2 separate regions of the Mus musculus genome follow, and region 2 is linked to region 1. Evidence: chromatin contacts called from public Hi-C data. All regions are on one chromosome and are shown on one strand. Each heading gives the region's core, a stretch centred on a gene start, on an enhancer-like site or on the middle of the called end of the contact. The rest is flanking DNA. Distances are from core to core; before and after follow the strand shown.

Region 1 (6,221 bases), core at 1,229-3,728:
CTTGGCCTCAAATCTCGGTCCTTTAGCTAGTGCTCTTCACCAGCCCAAACACGGTCTTAATGGTTGTATTTCTAGCACTTCAGAGAACAGAGTTCTACAATAGCATGGGTAATAGACTAAGTTCTCTGTGAACTTGTAAGGACAGTCAAATTTCCTTGAATCCCCGTGGAAGGTGGTGCTACATCCACTCCAGTAGTGACAAGCGCCACAGGCTCTGAAAACCTGGGCGCTGTCCCGAGGCGAAAAGTTCACGGAAACTTAGTCTCCTGGAATCGTGGCATCCTGTATAAAGAATGCGCCAATGTCCTTGCTTTAGTTGGTAAACGGATCTGTGTGCTTTCCCTTAATATTGCTTTATTACAAGTGCTCCTAAGAATTGATATTTTGACATATAGCTAAGTTAGATTCTAGGCAGTCCTTGATCTGACCTTGGGCATGGATAGCTAAGTCACTGCCCTACACAGAAATTTACCATTATCTTTTTTTTTTTTTTTTTTTTTTTTTGGCTTTTGGCTTTTGGTTTTTGGTTTTTGAGACAGGGTTTCTCTGTGTAGCCTCGGCTGTCCTGGAACTCACTCTGTAGACCAGGCTGGCCTTGAACTCAGAAATTTGCCTGCCTCTGCCTCCCAAGTGCTGGGATTAAAGGCGTGTGCCACCGCTGCCTGGAAATTGACCATTATCTAGGAAGATAACGAGGAACCAGAAGTAGATACTTAGAACCTAAAGTGACCTAAAGAGGAACCAGAGTAGATACTTAGAACTATAGATAGCTGAGTTACACCCAAACGCAAGTATTTACAATGGCCTAGGGGGAAGGTGGACTATACAATAGACTAGAGTAGGAACTATGGCAAGGGCACAAGCCCCTGGCTTCTAAGATTAAGTGGACCTTAGGTGGAGCTGTTTCTGATCCCAGTTGTTAACAGAATTTTATCTCAGTTGGTTCCTGCCAGTTCTTCCGTGTTTGCATTCCTCTGTTTTGTGTAAGAATCCAGTAACCTCTTTGTACCTTGCTGGTGTCACCCATCTTCCCTATTTTCTTCTGTATAAAAAGTTTGATGCTCAATTTGACAAATTACATTCAGATCCACACTCCCTTGTGTTGAGTCTGTCCATCCATTCCCGCTGACTCCTTGCCCACCTGAGACTAGAGACCCGTTCCATGCAGACAAGGGATCAATAGGGTCTGCGGCACGGTGGGAACTTCCTGTAGATATCGAGAAGTTGCCTCACTGTAAGTGCCATAGATAATGGGTGCTTTTTGCATGTCCTATGTGAAGCAGCCATATATCCCAGAACATTCTCTTACAGAGCATAGTGCAAGCATAAGGAAAGCAGAATAACTAAAAGCAGCTCAATGAGAAAGGGGTTTATCTCAACTTATATTTCATCAAGCCCATCTGAAGGGGCGTCAGGGCAGGAACTCTGGGCAAGAATTCAATGGGGAAGCCATGCAAGAACCCTTCATAATGGCTTGCTCTCCATGGTTTGTTTCGCCTGCTTCCCAGGACCACTTTCTCAGGGGTTGCACCCACCCACAATGGGTTGGACCCTCCTACACCAACCACTAATTAAGATAGTACTGCACTGACTTGCCTACAGGGCAATCTTTTGGAGACAATTGGGGTTCACTCTATGTCAGGATTTGGTACTTGTGTCAACTTAAAAACTAACCAGCACCAACAGTAAGATGTGCTACAATAGACCAGATGTGTGTGTGTGTGTGTGTTTCACTATTACAGTCTTGAGTATCCATCATATGCAAGAGAAACCTTCATTAGAGGAGGAGTACACCATTCTCCATTATCCTTTGATCCAAGGGAAACCTGATGGGAAGACTGAAGCTAGGGATAGTCACACCTGGTGTAAACTCGGCACCGGGGCAACAGCTGTCTATGCCTCAGAGGGTATGTGGCACATGCTCTTCTCCTCACCTCCGGTGTGACACCCACCCCAAGATTTTTACACATCTTTCCTCAGGTGTGAAAAGCCATAGGGCTATTCGCCTTCGGAATGAAGTGTGAAACCCCAGGAAGTGACGCAAAAGAAAAGTTTGGAGATTGGAGGGTGCGATCAGAAAAGTGCGCCGTCCTAAAATCAAAAAGTCTTGGAGTTGACATCACGGCCACAGGCCACGCGGGTTGCCAGTACTGCAGAGCGCGCTACCCTACAACCGCAGGTCCTCTCTCCTTCTGGTGGCAACAGGGCTTTCCGCGGGGCCGCGCCAGACTTTTTGAGACTGTTGATTGGCCGTAGTCCGGCCACCCGACAGCCAATCATGCAGAGGAAAGGTGACATCACTAGTTCTCCTCCCATCCCCCTACCCCAAACTTCTCTACTCTGGTTTACCAGCACCAACAACCACGTGGGGGAGGGGTAAGAGAGTAGAACCGGTGAGGTCATTGCACCGCCCCTGCCGTTGCTGATTGGCTGCGGGGCTCGCGGGTGTCGGTTGGCTGCTCTTTGCACCTCCCCCTCGTGCCGCTACAGCCGCCTCAGCGAGGAGCCACTGGCGACGCCAGAGCCAGCAATCCGGGTGAGTCGGGGCCCTGGGTCTAAGATGTTCCCAGTGTCCAGCGAGACTCAGGAGGAGCTGCCCTTTCCGACTTTTTCTCTTCGCCCGGGTTCTTTGGAGCTCCATGCACTCTGTCACATGGGAGTTGTAGTCTGACTTATGCTTCTGACTACGGGCCGGATACAGAAGAAGACTACTATTCCCAGCAGGCATTGCGTTCAGCTGGTCAACAAACCCTCGGGCCACGCCTCTCGAGCTTGTTTATTGGAGGGCATATCCTTTAGTCCCGCCTCCCTTCATTTTATTGGTTACTGTCCCTCGCAGGGGGTGGTTTCTTGCTTAAGATGGATGGTGATTGGGTACTGTAATTGTCATTCGGCATATAAATAGTCTGTTAATTGGTTAAAGGAGGTGTCCATTACTTGTTGTAAGGTAGAGTTCTAGGCAGATCAGGCAGTCGTAGGCTTAGGTTGGTGTCGGTCCCGGAGGGAGGCCGGTCTTGGAATTTGACCCCGCCCCTTGGCGCTGCCGGAAGAGCGCAATTGGTGGTAGCAAGTGTCGCTTGCGGATGATAGGCGGAGCCGACTAGACAGCGAATATCTATTGGTCTAGGTTGGCGCCGGTCACCGGGGTTGTGGCCGTTTATTGGCTGGTTGCTCCAGCTGTTGCAGGTCCATTCACCATTTTGTGTGTTGGAGTAAAAAAAAAAGGGAGAATCGAGAGGGAGAGCCGGAGGGGGGGCGGGGAGGGACCGGACCGGACTGAGCCGGGGCCACGGCCCCCCGCCCCGAAACCCCGCGGAGCCCGAGGTGAAGGGCGGGGCTAGGGCTGACACTGCGTGGGGGTGGAGGGGAGCTGGAGGCCGAGAGGGGACAGGTGGCAGGGACGGGAAAGGGGTACAGGGCAAAAGAGGTGGGCGGAATGGTGTGGGAAGGGGTGACAGAGTGGAAGAAGTGGTAGGAAGTGGGGAGTGACAGAAAAGGAGCAACTAGGGGAGAGTACTGATAACAGGAATGGAGGGGTAACAGGATTAGATCAGGGTGACAGGGAGAGGAAGGGGACCGAGTTGGAGGGGGTGATAAAGAGAGGCGATGGGCAGAGGTGTCAGATTTGGAGGTCTAGAGATGGCCGACAGAAGAGTGAATAGGAGGAATAGGTGATATAAATAAATGGGGGTGACCAGCGGGGGGGGGTAACAGGAGGGGGCCTAGTATCTGAGAAAATAAGGTAGAGGTGGTGACAAGATGGGAGAGAGTGGCAAGCGAAGATGGTGTCAGGAGGGTGGATGGAAATAGAGAGGATGAGACCCTAAAGGGCATGGGGTGGCCTCAGCTTCAGGAGTTTCACGTTCTGAAAGGGAGGTGAGGGCCCGCGGGACCCTGGGTAGTAGTTAGCTATGGTGCACAGGAAGAAGGTAGGCCCCAAGAAAGAGAGGTCTGGCTCTGGGGTAAAGAGACCAGTCCAGGTAACAGGGGTAAGGGATGTTGGCTGGTGTGCTTGTAGGCCCTGGGTGGGGTGTAAAGGTTTATGTTTGGACAGTGTTTGTACCAGATCTCAGGCTCCTGAATGGTGCCCTAGCAGGTCAGTGGGGAGATGGCAGTGGAGTCGGCTTAACTCACAGCACCTTGGTGCTGATCCCAGGCCCTTCAGAGTCTGCCAGTGAGAACCCCAGAATTGTCCCACAGAAGGAGAAGGCCTCAAGTCGGAGAGCATGAGATCTGGGATCGCAGTCAGCCTGAAGACTGTCAGAGGGGTCTCTGATTGTGTTTGGCGGAATCTAGGACAGCTAATGTTTGGCTTCTCAAGTTTTCCAAGTCACTCTGGAGTAAAGTTTTAGGGGTTTTGTTTTGCCCTTTTTTTTTTTTTTTTCTTCTTTTCTCAGGGCAGCTTGAAAGGGGGCGGGCAGAGTGACTGTTCAGGAAGTGGGTGAGGTTGGCTTGTTGGGCTTGTCCTGCTGTCTTTGACCTCATCCTCCTTACCCCCACCTGGAGCTGTCTGGGCATATTTGGGTCCCTGAGGGTGCTGGCCATTTCAGACACCCTGCCCAGCCTGCTCAGTCTGGGTGAGGATACGTGCAGGCCAGAAGTGAGGGCTGGGCTTGCAGGCATTGCTCTGGGTGCTGTTGGGGAAAGGGGAAGACTCCCTCCTGTGTAGTGGGACAGAGAAACCCTGGGGTGTGCAGTTCTGTGTCCCACTGTGTGATGACGTGTGCTGCATTTGTGCGCGTGCGTGTGCTCATGTACAGTCCTGTGGCAGTGCTGGTGTGAGCTCTTGCCCCAAACGTGCCCCTGCCTACTCCCTGCCAGGACCTGGGAAGATGGTTGTACCTGGCAGACCTGGGATACTGAGCAGAGTGGGCAAGCATCCCTAGGGACTCTGAGCTGCCTACTCCTTCCCACAGTACCTGGCCATGCATGACTGCCTGTAGGGGTGGAGAGAGAGTAGAGGGAGGAGAGAAGCTTGCATCTCAGCTGTGTCACCTCCTTTCTGTGGCTTGGTGCTTATGTGCGTGAGTTTCTGTGTGCATTTGTGTGTGTGCTTTCTAGGTGATGAGAGTGAGAGCAAGCATGATGTGTGGGTCACATGATTGGCAGCACAGGGCAGTGGTTAGGAGCTCAGTTCTGTGGCCCTAGAGCACCTGGGTTCAGACCCGACCCTCCCCTGAACCCCCTGCCCTGGCTGCTTTGTATGTGGATGATCCTAATCCAAGCACCAGTCTCTCTGCACCTTGCTTCATAGTAGCACTCACCTCTTAGGGCTGTTGGGTGGAAAAAGCAGGCAGCTTAGCAAAGGGCTCAGGACAGTGTGATTGCTCCATGGTGTGAACTCTCAGTGATCCTCACACTCCTGGAGTCTGTTTGTGCACATTGCATGTCCCCTGCAGAAGGAGCAGGGAGTCAGGGTTGTATATGCTCAGGAGACCCAGCCCGGTGCCAGTCTGTGTGTGAATGTTTGCCAGAGCTCACGTGAGCTAGAGGTAGTCTTGTGGGTCATGGAGCGGAGGCAGTCAGCTCAGCAAGCAGAAAGACCCGAGGGGCCCTGGGTCTGTGGGTATTCACAGTCCCTTCCGATGATCCCTGCTGCTCTCCTGTCTCACAGGTGGACAGACGATGAAGCCAATGAAGAAGGCATGCCCTGGCCTTGCAGGTTCCGCCAGTGGCAGCAAGTCCCCACCAGCTACCAGGGCCAAGGCTTTGAGACGGCGAGGGGCCGGGGAGGGTGACAAGCCAGAGGAGGAGGAGGAGGCACAGCCACAGGAGCAGGCAGGGCCAGAAGAGGCTGAAGAGGGTGAGGAAGAGGAGGCTGAGCGGGACCCTGGAGCTGAGGGAACACATCCAGAGCTGCAGCCCAATGATCCTACTCCAGGCCTAACTGAGGACCCTAAGGGGGATGGGGAGGCAGGCCGCTGGGAGCCCTCACTCAGTCGCAAGACAGCCACATTCAAGTCTCGGGCCCCGAAGAAGAAATATGTGGAGGAGCATGGCACTGGAAATGTTGGTGTGGTAGGAGCCCCTGAAGAGCGGGAGCGGACGCCTGAGGACGCCAGTGCCCTGGGTGTGCCTCCTCGGCCACCCACCTCCACTCGGTCCTCCTCTACTGACACGGCCAGTGAGCACTCAGCCGACCTGGAGGACGAGCCCCCTGAGGCTTGTGGTCCAGGCCCCTGGCCCTCTACAGGCACCAGTGAAGGCTATGACCTGCGGCA
Region 2 (6,221 bases), core at 2,523-5,022, 5.2 Mb after region 1:
CGTGTGTGTGTGTGTGTGTGTGTGTGTGTGTGTGTGTGTGTGTGTGTGTGTAGGCAGGTTATAAGAGGACATCAAATCCTATCTTTACCTTATTTTTAAAATGGCACTGATTTTGCTCTGTATTTACATGTGTGTGTGGAGCAGGTGTGCATATGCACTGGCAGCCATGTGGGGGTCAGAAGACAACCCGTGGGGGCTGGTTCTCTCCTTCCACCTTGTGGATCTCTGAACTCTAAATTCTAGTTGTCAAGCTTGGCAGCAAGTGCTTTACCCACTGAACCATCTCACCAGCCCCAAGCCTCCTTCCTAACCTTTGGGCTCTGGGTGAGGCTATGTCTCTAGGGAAACACACACCCAGGCTGGTCTCTGGTACATGCTCTCAGAGACTCTGCCCCTGGGAGGCACAGACCCCTGCTCTGTGACCCAATTTCTGGAAGTCTACCTCCCTCCCTGTAGCCAGTTTTGCCCATTCGACTGACTCCTTGCTGGAGGAACTTTTTCTCTGAAAAGTGTTAGAATCTCTTGATTCTTGTTTTGAGTTTGGTGTGGGGAAGTAGTGGCGTGTGTCTTTAATCCCAGCGCTCTGGTGGCAGAGGTAGGCAGATCTCTGTGAATTTGAGGCTGGCCTGGTCTACAGTGTGAGTTCCTGGACAGGCAGGGCTACCCAAAGAAACCCTGTCTACAAGCAAACAAACAAACAAAAACAAAACAAAACAAAAAAGAATCTCAATATTGGCCATCTGATGTCCAGAAGACCCCGGGCTGTCTAGTTTCTGAGAGCCAGGAAACTTTAGGGCAAATGTCAGCCTGATTTTTTTATCCTTCGGTATCTTGGTTGAGGCCTACATGGATCAACACAGCACTCCAATTGGAGAAGCTTATTTGAAGCAACTTAACAAAATCATTTGGGGTGACATTATGAAGAGATTGAAGTGAACCAATATAATGGTGGGACAGGAAAGAAACTGAAGATGGGGAAACTAAAACATTGCCAAGACTCAAAGGGTGAGCAGGTTGAAGATCTGTGGGCTTGGTGCTCCAGGCATCGGGGTGGGGGGCTGCACATGTAAGGACCCTGGGGTTGGTGCCTAATGTGCAGGCAGAAAGGCCAGGAGAATGCTGAGTGCATTTGAATAAAATCTTGACCTTTTCATGATTTTAAGTTTGAAAAACCTGCCAGAGACCTTGAAGGTCATTAGGAGGCTAGATTTGTTTTTATTTGCTGGGCCCCCTCCAATGATGGCCTTTTTTTTTTTTTTAAGGAGCTTCAGGGTCAGAGACCAGAAGTATACAGTGACCTCAACACACAGAGGCAATATTACAGATGAGCCCACTCTATGCCCATCAGCGGCCTGATGCCCGGATCCGGTCATTCCAGATGCCTACTCAACAAGCCCTCTCTGGGATCAGGACTCCCGTTGGAATACAGATCCACAGGGTACCTCCCTGAGATATCTGACATTGTACCATTTCTGTCCCCAAATAAAAGACAGAGCAAAAACAACGACTGAGTTATTCTAGACTGGGCTGACGAATTGGGTAACAGTGGGGCCCCAAGAGCGGTCTTAAATCAGGAAACCACTATGCTATCTTGGAGGAAGTCAAATTTTGGAAAGAATAAAACTAGAAGTATTTGAATCGCTTTATTCCTGTCCTGAAGAAGTGCGTTCCCACGCACCCCAAACCCACAGGATCCAGGATGAGCGGGTCAGAAGGTGCCGTGGTCAGCCTCTGCCAGGCATGTTGATGTAGACTCTACCATCTTCTGGTGGGTGGAGTAGAGAGAGCATGAAGCCTGACCACCCACAACTCTTCCCACATCGCCACCTTCTTGGGAGACCCCCTGCCTCAGCAGGGGCTTCCTCAGGGGTTCCCCAGACACCTCCACCAGGGTTTCCCAAACACCTCCTCCAGGGCTTCCCCGGGACCGCCTTCGTGGGACCCCCTTCTTCCCTAGGGACTGCTAGGGGACCTACACTTCAGGCCCCGCCCTAGTGTTGGCTCACCTTGGGCAGGCCTGCCGTGTGGGCGCATACATACAAACACCACCCCTACAATTAGGAGTGACATGACCGCATCTGCAGCCACTAGGCCTGCCAGGAGTGGCAGAGACAGAGTCCCACATCCGGAGCAGGAACCTGAGGGGATTAGAGCCCAGACAAACAGGCAGCTGAAACTTCTGACTCTCAAAAGTTTTGATTCGTTCACAGGGAGCCCCCTTCTCATCCCCCGCCTCCCTAAAGACCCCGAGACAGAGGGTGGGGGCGTGGGGTCGGGAGCGGAGCAGTAGGGTCAGGTAGGGGGCGCATCAGCTCCCAGATTCTTTGGGATTCTTTGTGCCCTGGGCACACTGGAGAATCTGTTACAGAGAATCTCGAGGTTCTCATCACTTCAGCTGGGTGGTGAAGAGTCAAGATGGGACCTGGGAAGGGCTCTGAGATTAGGATCGTCACAAGCCAGGGGCGTGCTGTGGGACAGACTTAAGGGTTGCAGGCGCTGCTGAAGTTACAAGGGCTAAGGCTTCTTTCATTCCTCACCTGCCGATGTCTGACTTGCAGCCACTGTGGAAAAACCCAAGAAGGTGGATGGAGGTTGGAAGTACAGGGGAGCAAACCCCAACACCCAGGCTTAGGGCAGGTGGGATGCTTGAGTGTAGTGTGAATTTTGGCTTCTTAAAAAAAAAAAAAGCGAAAAACAGTTGTGTGAACATGCTTTGTTTTAATCTCAGGTCTGGGATATGGGGATGCTTAAGATTGTCCACGGTAGCTATGATTTGTCTCGTGCTCTGGCAGGGGCGTGATTCTGCCAGCTGAAGCTAATTAACTTCTGGAATTCTGGGGACTCTTGAGAGGCTGGGAAAATGCCAGAGCCCTGGAGGCTGTGGCTCCTCCCCCTGCTGTTGCTGCATTGGCTGTTTGCTGGATGGCTGGTGGTTAAATGCTTTTTGGCTACTTTACTGGGGTCTAGCACCCTTCTCCATCCCAGTCCCTTCCAACCCCCCTAACACCAGGTAAGCAAGAAAGAAGATTAGAGGGGGAAGGGGTTGTAGACCACTTTAGACAACTTCCTGCTGGTTAGGGGTGTCAAGTTCTAGGGACAAGCTCTTAGGATGTCTCTAACCAGCAATCCAGCAAAAGGGGCAACAATCGGAGCACTAGCCACTGTTGCGGCCTCTAGGGCTCTGGCCTCTTTATACCGCTCAAGAGTCCCCAGAATTCCAAAAGTAAACTATCTTCAGCTGGCAGGATCACACCCCTGCCAGAGCATGAGACAAATCATAGTCACCTGCCACGGGCAATCTTAAGCAGCCCCATATCCCAGACCTGGGATTAAAACAAAAGTGTTCACATAGCGTAACTACATTTTTAGAGAAACCAAAAATTCTCACTGTTCTTAAGACCTAACTAAACTCCACAGTGGAGAGGTAAACTGGAAGGAGAGCTCCCCCCCCCCACCCCCTCCACAGCCACCAGAAAAGGGAAATAGAAGTGACTCAGCAGGGCTTCAGAATCCCATGCCCAACCCCCAAGGACTCAGGGGCACAGGGAGACCGACTTCCTCTCTGTGCCTCTGACAGCAGATGGCAGCCTTTCTGTCCCCTCAACCCCAGCACTGGCTTCACCTGGGAGCAGAAGCAGGAACAGGAGGTAGCCTGGGGGGTCCATGCTGGGCTGGGACCTGAAGGGATCTGGCCAAAACTGTGGTCCAGGGAAGTCCTCAGAACAGTAGAGGAGAAGAGAGGCAGCTAGGACGGATGTCACCCCGATGGTGACAATGCTACCTACTTCCTGTGTGGGTGCATGTGTGTCAAGACTTCCTTTGGAGAACAAATATGGGGGAGTCAGAGCCCAGAGAAGCTTCCGTGATCATCTCGGTGGAGTGGCAAGAGGACCATGGTGTGGGCACCAGGGAGATTATGGAAATAAGCTGGAGGTAGAGCCAACAACACTTGGGGAGGAGGGGGGGTGTGTTTGAGAAAGGGGATCATGGTGACTGTCGTTCCCAGCCTGAGCGAGATTAGAAGAGTGGAGAGTGGGTTGAAAGATAGTGAGGAAGCACTGGTTAAGGAGGGAGAGAAGGGCTGCCTGTGTTTGGGCACACTGAGTTGAAAATACCTAACAGATCTTTCTGGAAATGTGAATGCCCACAGGTAGGGTTCAGAGTCTAGGGACAAGACTGGTCCTGACACGTAAATCTGAGAGGGTTGATGGTTGGAGGACACGTGTAAAGCCATAGACTGGGTGAGATTGTTAAAGAGATACACACACATGCACACTGCCAGAGAGTGCAAGGGAAGCTGAGGGCAGGGCAGAAGCAAGGGAGGGGAGACCCAACCCCCGGCAGTGTTGTAAGAGAGAAGGAGAGATTTGGTCATCACAGTTCAATGCCAAGGAAGGTCACCAAGTGGGAACTGAGAATTGTTGGTTGCCTGGTGGACTGGGAATTCCTGTTTGGCTCACACCTCTCTATCTCCAGTGCCCAGCAAAGTGTCTCCTTTATGTTAGCAGAGTTCTTTAAATGGTGAATAAGTAAGCCAGGCATGATTGCCCAAGCCTGTATGTCCAGCACTAGGGAGACAAGTGAGGAAAAAAATAAATGGCTGTGAGTTCAAGGCTAGCCTGGCTGTTTTAGCAGGTGCATGGCCAGGCCAGCTACTTGGATGTAGGAAGCCCCTGTCTCAAAAACAAAGTGTTGGTAGGGAGAAGGTTTGGGATAAAGGTACTTGACTTGTATTAGGGCCCCATAACTGTCACAAAAAGGCCGGTATCTACAGTAGGCTTCAGAGCACGTGGTCTTCCACCTCCAGGGGAGTTCACACACTTTTTTTTAAAAGGCAAATATTGGAACCAGACAGAGTGGCACACGCCCTTAATCCCAGCACTTTGGAGACAGAAGCTGGCATATTTCTGTGGATTCTAAGGCCAGCCTGGTCTACATGGTGAGTTTCAGGACAGCTAGAGCTACATAGTTTGACTCTGTCTCTGGGGGTAGGGTGGAGTTGGGGCTGAAAAACAAACAAAAGAGCCAATATTGGTAGTTGATATGGCTCCAATATCTATAACCCAACATTTGGGAAATGGAAGCAAGAGAATCAGGAGGGGTTCAAGGTTATCCTCAGTTACCTAGAGTGCTAGGCCAACCTGGGCTACATGAATCTGCCCTTCCCCTTACTCTCTCCTCTCTCTCTCTCTCTCAAATCAAAACTGAAACCAAACGGGGAGAAAAAAAGCATTATAAATGAAAGTTAACTCTAAAGAAGGGAACGGCCACGTGGAAAAGAGAGATGTAAGGCACCTATATGGCCCTTGCCTAGAGACTTCTCCAAGAGGCCATGGGGTCTACACTCACGGTCCTCTTCTCCTCGAGGACTAACAGTAATGCAGAGCCAAGTCAAGGCCTCCAGTATCCCCTTGGCCAGAGACTCAGAATTCCAGGTCCCCATGTGCCCCTCTAGGAAAAAGCAGGACCCTTAAGCACCTACTTCCAGGAAGACCAAGTAATGACACTCTTCAAGGTCAGCCCCTCCCATTCAGAGTCTAAGTTAGCTCTGCGGCTTCACCCGGGACTCCGGGGACTGTGGGCGGGGCTCCGCCTTGAACCGGGCGTGGCCAAAAGACGAATTTAAAAACTCGCGGGGGACCTGGCTTTAGATCGGGGACCCGGCGGCGGCTCCGCGGGGCAGGTAGCGAGGCTGGCGCAACGCCGAGGCCGCGGCCCTGGGGGCCCACAGTCTGCATCCAAGAATCCTCGAGGTAAGAGCTGGGGGTAAAGCGAGGAACGCGCCTTTCTGGATGCTTTGAAGGTTGGCTGGAGCGTAAAGCTGGGCCCTGAGAATTGATTCTGGACGTTGAAGAGGAGAGGCTGGGATCCTGGACTTCTGAGTCCTTGGGAGTGTTGGACATCCTTGGGAGTTGGGGTGCAAGGACTGAGAGGCCTGATACCGGGGGTTCTCTAAGAGGACGAAGTGACCCGGACTCCTTCACCCAAGGAGGGGCTGCATTGCATCCTTGAAATTGCGGTTATGGACGCAGGTTTGGGCCTCGAAGGTCGGGCGCTGGACCTCAGGAGTCCACTCTGGTAGAGAGCAGCCCCGCCCTGGGACTTCCCAGAGCACCACTGGTGCAGGGTGCCCGGGCCGAACAGGAATTCCCCGTGCGCGGGGATTCCACGGGCGCCGCGCTTCGCTGCGTGCCCCGCCTCCGAGCCAGACACCTGCGGCG

Evidence for each region. A called contact is a pair of places that touch in the nucleus more often than the background predicts.
Region 2: a Hi-C map of B cells shows a contact between it and region 1, with 6 read pairs. The contact joins the promoter of Hcst here to the promoter of Cic in region 1. A contact is called at or near these places in 1 of 39 promoter capture datasets (maxillary cranial neural crest) and 1 of 484 Hi-C or Micro-C datasets (B cells).

Annotation. Positions count from the first base shown.
Region 1 is chr7:25,265,221-25,271,441 of GRCm38.p6, forward strand. It overlaps Cic (capicua transcriptional repressor), which reads left to right and starts at 2,479. Exons shown (of 21, transcript NM_001302811.1): 1 at 2,479-2,536; 2 at 5,615-6,221. The coding sequence starts at 5,626. Gm45974 (a long non-coding RNA gene) reads right to left here and starts at 5,617. Exons shown (of 3, transcript XR_001778066.2): 1 at 5,482-5,617; 2 at 5,265-5,393; 3 at 3,113-3,177.
Region 2 is chr7:30,416,082-30,422,302 of GRCm38.p6, forward strand. Hcst (hematopoietic cell signal transducer) reads right to left here and starts at 3,773. Exons shown (of 4, transcript NM_011827.3): 1 at 3,623-3,773; 2 at 2,538-2,561; 3 at 2,007-2,138; 4 at 1,631-1,765. The coding sequence starts at 3,665. The coding sequence ends at 1,725. It overlaps Tyrobp (TYRO protein tyrosine kinase binding protein), which reads left to right. Exons shown (of 5, transcript NM_011662.3): 5 at 1,263-1,501. The coding sequence ends at 1,328. It also overlaps a transcript of Nfkbid not described here.